Linked DNA regions of Oryctolagus cuniculus: regions 1 and 3 are each linked to region 2. Evidence: chromatin contacts called from public Hi-C data. All regions are on one chromosome and are shown on one strand. Each heading gives the region's core, a stretch centred on a gene start, on an enhancer-like site or on the middle of the called end of the contact. The rest is flanking DNA. Distances are from core to core; before and after follow the strand shown.

Region 1 (4,094 bases), core at 789-3,288, 290 kb after region 2:
AAACAACACACCCAATGGCTCCTGAAGCAGTCAGGTGACGCCTTGGCCTTTGTCAACGCTGTCCATTTTACATCGGGCCAAGGCGACCTCTACCTTCGCCAAAGGCCACGCGACCACAGACCAGAATCATGAGAAAACCAGGTGCCTTACCGCAATCAGGGCCGAGTTCCTCTGGTCCCCCGAGGCCGAGGCTGGCGGCTGCTGCTCTCCGTTTATCCCACCACCGCCACCACTGGTGCTACTGTTCAGCAGGTGCTGTTGGTGGTGATGGTGGTAGTCTGGTGGGGGTGGCGGGGCTGCTGTGGCTGCTGCTTGGGAGGCTGTAGGTGGGGCGGCGGAGGGCGGCGCAGCGGCCGCAGTGGTGGCAGCGGTGGTCGTGGCCTTGGAGTGCTTGCCAGCCTTCCTTGCCCCTTGGCCGTGCTGGACGAGGCTCAGGAGCTGCAAGGTGCTCTCCCTCTCGCGATCCGAACTCTCAGCCCTACCACGCTCATAGCGTCCTTCGCAGCTCAAGTGGTGCTGGCGGCAGACGGCGATCCGAGCCCGGAGGCGCTCCACGATAGCACTGTGCACTCTCGGGGTGACTGAGCCCCCTCCAAGGAGCCCCGCCCCAGAGGCCCCCCCTAGCCCTCCTGCGGGGGCCTGCGGGGGCGCTGTGTCCCCCATCTTACTGTACACAAGGCTTGGGATGGTGAGGAGGAAAGGGGCTACCGCTGACTATGGCAGGCAAATCTGATTTTGTCAGTGTGAGCTCAGTGTTCAGGGCCACATGAATAGAGGTCTTCAGGGGTTGGGGTGGGGGGGAGCAGTGGCGAAGATGTGGGGGAAGGGAGTTAGTCAAAAGAGGGGAGGGAGAAAGAACAGAAACCAGCTGGGGAGGGTAAGTTGGAAACCAGCCCCGATCAACTTACTCTAATTGCGGCTGACAGTTCTGGAGAAGTTGGAAAGAGTTGGATTTTTTTTTTTTTTGCCCCCCTCCCCCGACGGAGCTGACAAGCGCCACCAGGTACTTTGTAAACACACGATTTGGGGGTTCGAGCAAGAACTCAGGGATGGTCAAGGCAGAGACAGAAGCCGACAGCGAAAGGAACAGAGCGAGGTATTAATAGAGGGTGAGCTGGTTCCCCCCTCCCCTAATTGTTTCTGAGAATGCTTTATGGGGATGTTTCCATAGAGAAACACGTTTCTACCCTACTCTGTGTAACTGGCAGCCTCTTCTTTTTCTTAGGGTGAAGAAAAAAATAAAAACCAGAACAAAACAGTGCTGTTTCAGAAGGCTTCTGAGGGTTCAAAATGTGCAAACAAATCAAGCGAGCCTTGTCTTTTGGGCTTTAGTTTTTCTCCCTTTCCCTCTGCTCCGGTGCACGCTCCTCTTTGGGGGTCCTGGAGGATGGTGTCTTCTCCCCAAAGCGGGAGACAGCTTTTCAATTGTTAACAATGTCAGTAATTGGACTTTTGGACCATGGTTTTTCTCCAGCTAATCCAATCACCGGTAAAATCCTCATTCCCTCTAAGGTTTCCCAGCCTTAAAGCAAAGCAATCTGAAGTGGCAAGCCACTGAGTGAGATCCTCCAACACATTTTTTTTTCCTTTCCCACTTAGGTTTCTATTCCTCACCCCCAGCTCTATTCTAACACAGTATCAAGAGAGACAAACTCTTCCGAGAGTAATTTACAAACGATGGTCCAACTTACAAACTTCCAGCAAATTGCACCGAGTCATGTCCAGCCACTTTTCTGTCCACTTTTGTACATTCCATCCCCGGCCAGTGGATCTGAGGGTCTGGACTCGCAATAAGCAATGTGGTTCTATCTCTTGTATTGCTTCGCTTTAGAGGTGGAAAAAAAAAAAAAAAACAACACAAAAAAAGTAGCTTGTATATTCCTTTCTCTTTCTCGTCTGTTGTTAGCCGCTTTGCTGACACTGGCTCCCGCCCGGAGTCACGGCGATACACAGGCTTTCATTGTGCTCCGATAGGAGAGGGAGAGAAAGAGAGAGAGTGAGACAGAGAGGGAGAGAGAGCGAGCCAGCAAGCTGCAGATGGGGGGGCGGGGGGCGGGGGGAGGGCGGGAGCGCTCGCTCGAGGCTCCCTGGTGGAAGGCGGGTGCCACTGCGCCAGGGAGCGATCGCCGCCCGGCACCGGGGAAAGGGGAGCGCAGAGGGCCTCCCAGTGGCTGAAGAGGTAAATCCCGGAGCCTGCGACTCGCGCAGCCGGCGCTCTGCTCCGCCTCACGCTCGGGGAAGGAGGAGTGGGGGCACGGGGGAAATTCCCCAGCCTCCACGCAACTACTTCGCCAGCCCTCAATGTCTAAGGAATTCCCGTTCAGGGAATGTGTTTTCCCTTTCAGACCTACGTGACGCCCCCCTGAGGATATCATTTTCATTTTTCAATATGCTGAGAATGACACCACCGAGCACCCTAGCGAGAGCTGGCAGAGCACTGAGGAAGCGCTCATTTCATATAATAAGGAAGACCTGGCTGTGCGCTTCCTTGGGGGAGGGGGACACGCGGAGAGGAGGGGCAACCACACTGTTGTTTCCTAAAGGGCGGGCAGGTGTGGGGTGGACCGGCCTGCCCTTGGTCGTGTCTCTGCAGAAGCCCATCTGGGTGATCACAAGCAAATCAGTAGGGATGAATAACTTTTGAGGATGATGAAATCGGCAATACCAGTTCTAGGGAGGGAAAAACAAAAAATAGATTTTTCTGGGGCCAGCGCTGTGGCATAGCAGGTAAAGCCGCTGCTGCTGTGCCGACATCCCCTGTGGGCAGTGCCAGTTCAAGTCCTGCCTGCTCCACTTCTGATCCAGCTCTCTGCTATGGCCTGGGAAAAGCAGAAGATGGCCCAAGTCCTTGGGCCCCTGCACCTGTGTGGGAAGCCCATAAGCTGCTTCTGGTTCCTGGCTTCATATTCGCCATGCTCTGGGCATTGTGGCCATCTGGGGAGTGAACCAGCAGATGGAAGACCTCTCTCTCTGTCTCTACCTCTCTGTAACTCTGCCTTTCAAATAAAAAAATCTTTTTAAAAAAAGGTTTTTATTTGAAAAGGCAAGTTGACTGTGACAAGCCAAAATAAAGGTATGAGGAATATTATCATTCAGCTGCTTGGTTCAAGCAGTTTCATAACACAAAGCGCACAGATCTCTTGCATAGATCATTATCTGGCCCTCTCCCATCTTTAAAACACCAAGACTTACAGTGGATTCTACTTGTCCTTGTTAGTTAGGGAGAGTACATTCAGGTGAGCATGGTATTAGACTAGCTAGAACCAAAAATATTCTGAGTATCCTAACTTTGAAGTCATTTGGATTTGAGGTCCCATGCCACAGAGCCCCATTAATTTAAACCAACTCTAGCATTGCAGTAAGATGGTCCCACTTCAAACTGGGGTGCAGATGGAAATGAATGGGCAAAATCAAGGCACACAGTTTCAGTTCTCTATCGGTTGGCCTACTTTGGTCCATTTTATTTTCACCACCTCTGGAATGTTAGATGGGAAATAGGGACAAGTGGACTCTGTTGGAATGTATCTTTGTAACTTTTCATTGCAATATGCTCTGAAGTTGTAACTACTCACATGAAGAGAGACAGACATCTCCTTGCTATACGTGCAAAATTTGAACTATCGCAATGTGCTAACAGTTGTGTTCATTAAATATCTTCTTTCCACAACTGCTTGTGTTTACATTCCACAATAAAGTCTGATAAAAGAAGAAATTAAAACTTAATGTTCACTCTGTAAGTACCATGGGTTTTGATTAATGAGTCCTTGGTGAAATCAGTATTCCTAAATGAAATAAACTTTTTGATTTTTATGCCAACACGGACATATCCTAAAAATGTGGCAAGTAGTTCATTTTCACATAATATTCCAGAGCTATAGGACAGTTCTTGGGAGTGTTCATTGGACTTTATGCAGCTGTTTAAAGTTGACATCAGCATCTGCAACATCCTTTTCAATTCACAGCAATTACTATTTATCTAAAAGTCACTGCTTCAGGTATGGCACTCTGCGTGACCTTCTTAATCCTAAAAAATCAGGTATTATTAAACCCATTTAAAAATGAGGAAACCACTTGCTCCAGTTTATGGAACTCGG
Region 2 (4,218 bases), core at 837-3,336:
AAATATTAGGTACTATGTTAAGCATGGTACATGTCCTTAACAAGAGTTATATGAGTTAAGCATTAATCTACACATCTTACAGACAATAACATTGAGACACAGGACTGCATCAAAGCTATACTGAACTCAGGCAGTCTGGTTCCAGATCACATGCCCTTTAGCATGACGTGCACCTTCACAGAGCTTCATTCCAAGAACTTCTTTCAGCAATTTATACAGAGACACTTCTGCCTCCACTTTCCCATCTCCCTCAATGTTGGAAAGCCCACCTGTTAAAATATGAGTTAACAAGCAACTACTCCAGAGGTATCAGTAGAACCCAGGAGCTAGGCAAAGGGCAGAAAAAGAACAAAGTTTACCTGCATCTAACTGCATATCAGTCCTGTACTTTTCCTTTCACAGAGAAGACTTGAGCTACTCTCCAACTCAATGAGTTTCCTTTTCCAGTGATGACGGGCCTGACTCACAAGTAGGCAGAAGTGAGACTGTGGCATTTTACGTCTCCAGTGATTCCTTTTAGAAACCAGATTCTGAGATGAAATAAAACAATGTGTGTAAAGTGACCAGAACTGTGCTTGTCATGCAATGAGCTCTCAATAAACCACAGCTCTTATTATTCTTTCTTCCCACATAGCTTGCAAAATACTGAAAACTATTGGAAAAGCTGAGATCTTAGTGGCTCTAGCCCCTGGTATTTTTTCAATCATATACATTCTTTGTGTATTGGTCAAGAACATTTGTTAAGTGTTCACCGGGTGGGCTATGGAGGTATTAGAGGAAATATAGGGAATGGATCCATCATGATATGTTTGACACATTTAGGAACACAAACTCGGAAATTTGAAAATGCCTTAAGAATCCTTAGCAAGTGGCACTTACCACATGGAAACTGTCAGATCTCCAATTTTTACTCCTCTAGGAAGGAGTTTGTGTCAGCCACGGAGGAAATTAGCCCTTATTACAGGTTTCCAAGATAGGTTAGTACAGAAATCCATAAGGGAGTTAGGAGTTAATCTCCTGTTTACCACACTTAACTACTCCATTCTGCTCCTGCCCAGTCTTTACTAAAGATGGCCTTGCCCAGCAGCCAACCTATCTTGGTTGCAAACACTTGTCAGAGTGAGATACGTGAATGTTGGACTGTGACTCCTTACTGTCAATCAGAGACTGTCTTGTCTCATGTCACATTGATGACCTGGAGTCAAAACCGTTTAGATCATCTCTGGGTCTAGAGCCTTAGACCAATTTTACACTTTGCAAGTTTCCCTCAAGCCCTAGAAGAACAGAGAATTACTCTCCATACCTACTTTCAGCTGCTTGGGTCTCTCTCTTTGAAGCTCCAGCTCCTATTCACTATTTTGCTGGAGGTCAGATTGTGGAACAATGAGTTCCTTGCTCCTTTGCCTCGGAAAAAATTCTAGAGTCAAAAATAATCTAACCAAAGCCAAAGATCTCAGAAGAAGGACTCACCGCAGACAATGAGGCTTGACTGGCCTCGGATTGGGGGTAAGAAATGCATATTTGATAGCTAACAGAAAAAAGAAAACAAAACTGAACTCCTTTCTGCACTCCACTTAGTTCATTCACCAAACACTGACTGAGCAAGTATTGTGCTAAGTCTTAAGAACCAAAAAAGTTGCTGGAAGACAAGGTGTCTTCCCTGAGAAATTCAAAGTCATTTATTGTTCATGTAACATAGAACACATTCATCAGTTCATTAAAAAAAAAAAAAAAAAAGAGCAGTGATTCTCACAATCTCACAGAAGAAATGTTCACCACTTCCTCTAGCCTGGAGTCCTACAATATCTGACTCAATGAAGAAAAATGCTGTCAAATGCCACTAGAGCCTCCCCAAATGAAAATTCTATACTAGAGTGATCTTGATTATCTGCAATCCCCACAGAAATGGCAGCAATATAAATAAACATAAAGGAAAACAGAGGTGCTGTAACACAACTATAAATCGCTCCTCCTCAACTTTCTTCCAATGATTCAGGGCAAAAGAAGGAAGTTGGTCTTTGTGGCAGAGAATAGACCAGCAGCTGTTCCATATCCTGCCAAGAGGAGAGAGACTGATTATAAATAATAGCCAACAATATGTCCTTTGGGACTGGAGACTTAGCCAATTTTAGCGGAGTTTGAAGGGAGAGAGGGAGGGCTAATGGGATGGGGGGGGGGGCGGTGACCAACACAGCAGAGGATGAATTAGGAGAAAACCCTATCAAATTTTCCTGTGTACTTATGTTTCTATTACCTCATTAGGGTGATTACATAATGCTACTCCATTTATATACTACAAGGGAAATAAGGGGCAACATTCTCATTAGCAGTGGCTGATGCGAGACATTAACATACCAGCAAGGCATGTGGGAGAACAGTTAATATGTTTGGGAACATCTTTTGTTTCTCTCTTCATCTGTTTGGTATTTTGTCTGCTCCATGTCTCCTTTTAGCCATACATGTGTATCTGTGAGTCAGACATGGAGATGAGGCCTTTAACCTGGGTGTCCTTGTTCGGAGAGCTCTTCACAGAAGAAATGTCTGGAGTTTGTTTTAGTGTTTTATACTCTATTGGGAGGAAGAAAAGGAACACCCTTATAGCAACGCATGGGTCTGTCACTGCTTCCTCTCTGGAATATCCCTGTAGGACAGCCTAGTCAGATACAGACTGGAATTTGGGAACTCCTCATTTCTTAGGATATTTTTCCACCTATCCTATATGGACATCCATTCTCCTCACAGACTCTTGTTTATCCGTGTTCTAATTCTAAGTTGTAACTCTAGATGGGGATATTTTGGGGGGCTGCTATTTGTGGGTATACTACTAATTTGCACATCACATTTTTAGTAGCTCACCAGGAGAGTAACATTCACTAAGGAATCTTTAACAAATGAGGAAACTGGGTTCAGAGAAATGTGAAACAACCTGGTCAGACAGCGAAAGGAAAAGCCAAAGCTGAGATCTAGCACCCACAGAGTTATCTAGGATATGACTGTAATTTACACTCCCTAAAGAGGTGAAAGGAGGGGCTCCTCCAATCAGGAAGCAGTTTGGGGAGTTAGGGAGGTGTTACAGAGACATCAATTGCTAAAAGTGTCCCTTAGAGAAATAGACATTTACCATGCATTGATGTCTTACATATGGTTTAAATTTGATATTTTTCTCCTTTATTATGACATAAGCCTATTTTATCACACTTTCTCTCTTTTTCATTTTCTCTTCTATTACCTCTGTTTTTGATTTTTAGAGCTCCCAAATGCATCTTAGCAAAAATTATCCTTTCTCAGATGAGCCAACTTATTTGGCGCTTGTTCTCATGATTGTCAGCTAAATGAAGAGTTAGGGGACCTAGCATTGCTTGCGAGTAGGGAAAGATGACTTAATTCTGGTTAGGCATAAATTATAAATATTTTTTTACTATGGACAATAAGTTAGGGGGATCGTACTCTATCTGGGGCCTGGAAGTAGTATTTACTCAAATTAGCAGTCTGTTCATTAAGTATACTGTTGCATACATTTTCGGTTCACATTAGTTTTGGTTACAGTATCTAAAGTATCCAGCAGATGGCATCTGTTTCAAAACTCTCATAGATTCCATTTACATTTCAGGACAAACAGGATGCTATACAACGAAACCTCCCTTCCTTCACTGCTAGATTTTACACCTAGAAGAGGCTGCTGGAAACCTATTAAGGCAGACGATTCTGCCTTTTGTCGAGTCCTCCTTTTTCCCATCATGCTTATTTATGGACCCTCAGTAAATTCTCAGTAAGGGGAAAGGCAACATAATCAGAATCAGATCTAGAATGTCTTTTTAAAAATCTGTTACTTTAGTTACTTTCAGCACTACAGAAGAGCTGAGTACTAGTGACAGATTCAAAAAAATGAAGCTGTTCTCCATCGTCCCCCATGAGGGAGAGAGAGGCAAGAAAAGGGAGCCAGCCCCTCCAGGAAGCGAGGGGCAAATGAACGCACAAAGCTTCGTGGACAGTTTCCACACAGAGCCTTTTTCCTCTTCACTTTGTCTGAAGAGATGGGTGTGATTGAATGACTTCTAATGTTTAATGACACCTTTGCTCCAGTGTGTTGTAAAGCTCACACATGAATACACTGATCCATTTCCAAATGACCCTGGGGTCCCCATCCTTTTGTGTCAAGCACAAAGGAAAAGGAGAGAGAGGGAGAGACAGAGACAAAGAAACAGCCCGTGTAACCAA
Region 3 (4,070 bases), core at 631-3,130, 340 kb after region 2:
TTCTTCATATGCTGAATACACACTCAACTTCTTGAAATGAGAATCTTAACAAGCTTCTGTAATGATACGTGCCCTTTAGGCAAAGAGAAAAACAGAGACTCCAAACAGAAAGCATTAAATAAGTGGATGAAATCAATACTATCACATCTTTGTGCATCATGGTTAATATCACATAAAACACACATACACAGCTATGTTGTTTACAAACTAGGTGAAAAGTCAAAATCCATTTTCTTTGTGTTCTTTATGCAACTAAAAGGTAATTTGACAGTGGCACTCAATTTTTCATCAGGAATTCCCTTTTAGAGTTTGAGGCTAATTCATACTTATTGGCAAGACTGATGTCATCTTATCCTAGGTGCCTTCTTGCAAGACAAGTCTGGGTTTCTTGGAGATAGGTTTCTGTTTCCTGGAATTGGGCCTGGTTTACCAGAAGTCAGGTGATGTTTAGACGACCCATTCACGAGTATTAGTTCTACCCCCTACCCTAACATAATCTGTTGCTCCCACTTGCTTCTCTCTACAGGGCTACAGTATGTAACCATGGGCTGCTGCTCTCTAGCTCATGGAGAGAGAGCATGTCAGCTACCGACAACAAAGCTTTTCTTTTATTCCAGTGTTTTGGTGTATTCTCTGTTGGCCTTTCAACACTCATAAAATCCATTCTAGAAATATCCTACTTTGCCCAAGGTAAGTGGTAGTTTATAGTTCCAAGATTTGAATGGCAGAGGAACCCCAGACCATGTTTTTGAAATCCCACTAGAAGAGATGTCCTCTTATTTGTAAAACATCACCCCCCCTTGATGTTTTCTTCCAGACAGCAGTTTGGAGAGGCATTAATAAACCAAAGAAATAATTCACTGAATGTCTACCACAAAGCCAGCACATGCTTGGAGCTATGGCGTTACTAGAAAAAATAAACATGGTCTCCGCTCCCAAGGAGCTTACATCTGATGAAATTTTACGAGGGACACCCAAAACAAGACGGCATGGTTGACAATCAGAGGGCTCCTCTGTATGTGTATACTCAAATTCCTATTATACCGCTGTGAATAAATTGATTATAGTCCTTCCACTGGCTGGAAAAAAACGACAGCGCAACACGGAACAGAAACTAGGAAAATAAGAAACCTATAAAGAAAGGAAAGCCAACTGCCCCCACTGAAAATCCAGGTCCGCAGTTTCTGAGGGGAGATCCAGCCACGACATTCTTCACCGCAGGTAAAACCGACAACGGCTCATTCCCTCAATCCTGCAGGAAGGAGCGGCAGGCGGAGGAGAGTGCACGGGCGCCACTCGCACGTTTACAAACCTGGCTGTTAGGCGGGGGAGCAGGCGCCCAGGGCTTTCTGCCCGCCCACTCGCCAGTCACTGTGCCTACAGCAGGGCGAGGCGCCGTCGCCAGGAAACGCACCCGCGAATACAACCTCCCAAAGACGTGCACCGGAGCCCAGAGGCCCCCAGGCCCAGAAGCGGCTGTGTACCCGCAAAACAAACAAGTGTGTGCGAAGGCCAGACACCCACGAGGTCACCCCCTCCCTCGGCAGCTCCGCAGTTCTGCAGGAAGAGAAATGCTGTTGCAATGGGCTGAGGGTCCCTGTCCAGCCCACCACGACACCGCTCGCGGGTATCTTTCGCCGGACCTGCCTGGGGGCTCAGCTTCCCCGCCCCTTTTAATAAGCAATTAGCAGCAGGAGCCAGAGCGAGTCGCCACCTGTACCTGGCCTCGCCCCGCCCTCGCGTCCTCACCTTACAAAACTCCATCGCCTAGGTCCCCGCCTCCATCTCCGCTTCCGCGCACTGCATCCATTTATAACACACGACGCTCCTCCTCCTTCCGGGGACTAAGGGAAGTCCCGCCTCTGGGTGGGGAGAGGGGAGGAGCCGGGCGGCGGGAGGGGGCGTCTTCCGGGAGCGTGCGCTGGGGGAGGAGCTGCTGCCGCGCGGTAGTCAGGGAGCAGTTGCGGGGTCCTGGTTGCAACTGAGGTGGGAGCGGGGCCCGGCGGGCTGTGCGGGACCGGGAGGGCTGTGCTGGCTCAGCCGGACCCGGGAAAGCGGGCCTGCGCGGCGGGAGGGCCTGTCTGCAAGGGCAGGAATCAAACGTAATCGCTCCCCGGGGAAGGGGGCCCGTCCTCGACTCCGGCTCTTCCGCTCTTTGCTTAACTTTGGGGTGTGGCGAGGGTTACCGACGGGACTTTCCTCCGGGTCTGGATGTGAAGGAGATTCGTAGCCACGATGGGGTTCTTCTAGTCTTCCTCGTGGCTTTCGGGGTAACCCGACACATGTCTGTAATCCGGATTATCCGCGGTGACCCAGGGCCTCCTTTGCTGTCCGTCTAAGTTAAAGGCCTATCCAAACTTCCTCTTCCTTTGCTGCCCCCTGCCAGCCAGAAGAGACCCCCACGGGGGAGGGGGTCGGGGCCGTCACGTTGCCGGTGAGGTGTAAAAGACTGTGTAAGACTTGTTAAAGTGACTCTGTCGAAGAAAAGGAAGGATTTTGTGGATTGTTACAGGGTGAGTGTGGGTGAATCAGCCTCAGAATGTCAGGGAAACGCAAGCGTGTGGTGCTGACCATTAAGGATAAACTTGATATAATAAAGAAACTTGAAGACGGGGGTTCTTCCAAACAACTGGCAGTGATTTATGGCATTGGTGAAACAACAGTTCGAGATATAAGAAAAAATAAGGAAAAGATTATAACTTATGCAAGCAGTTCTGATTCCACGAGTCTTCTGGCCAAGAGGAAATCGATGAAGCCATCCATGTATGAGGAACTAGACAAAGCAATGCTGGAGTGGTTCAACCAGCAAAGAGCAAAAGGGAATCCCATATCTGGACCAATTTGTGCAAAAAGGGCAGAGTTTTTCTTTTATGCTTTGGGAATGGATGGTGATTTTAACCCCTCTGCTGGTTGGTTAACTCGTTTTAAGCAGCGGCACAGCATCAGAGAGATTAACATTAGAAATGAAAGATTAAATGGAGATGAGACTGCGGTGGAAGATTTTTGTAACAACTTTCGAGATTTTATTGAACGAGAGAATTTGCAGCCTGAACAAATCTACAATGCAGATGAAACTGGACTCTTTTGGAAGTGCCTACCTTCCAGGACTTCTGTAATCAAAGGTAAAGGTGCCATCTCAGGACAGAAATCAATTGAAGAAAGAGTCACCATCATGTGTTGTGCCAATGCGACGGGTTTACACAAACTTAAACTTTGTGTTGTGGGGAAAGCAAAGAAGCCTCGCTCCTTCAAGTCGACTGATACCTTAAATCTGCCAGTCTCTTACTTCAGCCAAAAAGGTGCATGGATGGATCTTTCCATTTTCCGACAGTGGTTTGACAAGATTTTTGTTCCACAAGTTCGAGAGTACTTAAGATCCAAAGGATTGCAGGAAAAGGCTGTGCTTTTGTTGGATAATTCACCAACACATCCAAATGAAAATGTTTTGAGATCAGACGATGGCCAAATATTTGCTAAATATTTACCACCTAATGTGGCGTCATTGATTCAGCCCTTAGATCAGGGGGTCATCTCAACAATGAAGAGAAACTATCGTGCAGGCCTTCTCCAGAACAACTTGGAAGAAGGCAACGACCTGAAGTCGTTCTGGAAGAAGCTAACTCTGCTGGATGCACTTTATGAAATAGCAATGGCATGGAACTTAGTAAAACCAGTTAGCATCAGCAGAGCGTGGAAGCAGATTCTCCCTGTCATAGAGGAGAAGGAAGGCTTGGACTTTGATGAACAAGATATTTCTGTGGCTACTGTGGCCACCATTTTACAACACACCAAAGGCTTGGAAAATATGACAACTGAGAACCTTGAAAAATGGTTTGAAATAGACAGTACTGAACCAGGCTATGAAGTGTTAACTGACAGTGAAATCATCAGAAGAGCACAAGGCCAAACAGAAGAATCTAGTGAAAATGAGGAGGAGGAAATAGAACTGATCCCAGAGAAGCATGTTAATCATACAGCTGCCCTCCAATGGACTGAAAATTTGTTGGATTACCTAGAACAACAAGGTGATATGATTCTACCTGATAAACTGGTAATACGTAAACTTCGAG

Evidence for each region. A called contact is a pair of places that touch in the nucleus more often than the background predicts.
Region 1: a contact with region 2 is called in a Hi-C map of psoas muscle, with 8 times the contacts expected there. The contact joins the promoter of MAML2 here to the enhancer-like site in region 2. A contact is called at or near these places in 3 of 6 Hi-C or Micro-C datasets (ear pinna, psoas muscle and an unstated tissue).
Region 3: a Hi-C map of an unstated tissue shows a contact between it and region 2, with 5 times the contacts expected there. The contact joins the promoter of JRKL here to the enhancer-like site in region 2. A contact is called at or near these places in 3 of 6 Hi-C or Micro-C datasets (ear pinna, embryonic fibroblasts and an unstated tissue).

The regions. Positions count from the first base shown.
Region 1 is chr1:87,788,724-87,792,817 of mOryCun1.1, forward strand. It overlaps MAML2 (mastermind like transcriptional coactivator 2), which reads right to left and starts at 2,039. Exons shown (of 5, transcript XM_002708435.5): 1 at 151-2,039. The coding sequence starts at 663.
Region 2 is chr1:87,501,410-87,505,627 of mOryCun1.1, forward strand. The region is part of intron 2 of MAML2 (mastermind like transcriptional coactivator 2); the gene reads right to left. Among named protein-coding and RNA genes, the nearest start is that of MTMR2, 140 kb to the left of the region's middle. Within about 2 kb of position 2,087, at least 1 of the 8 cell types and tissues checked has an H3K27ac peak or open chromatin away from gene starts, as enhancers often do.
Region 3 is chr1:87,842,150-87,846,219 of mOryCun1.1, forward strand. JRKL (JRK like) reads left to right here and starts at 1,881. Exons shown (of 1, transcript XM_008262328.4): 1 at 1,881-4,070. The coding sequence starts at 2,540. It overlaps CCDC82 (coiled-coil domain containing 82), which reads right to left and starts at 1,869. Exons shown (of 10, transcript XR_011390282.1): 1 at 1,750-1,869.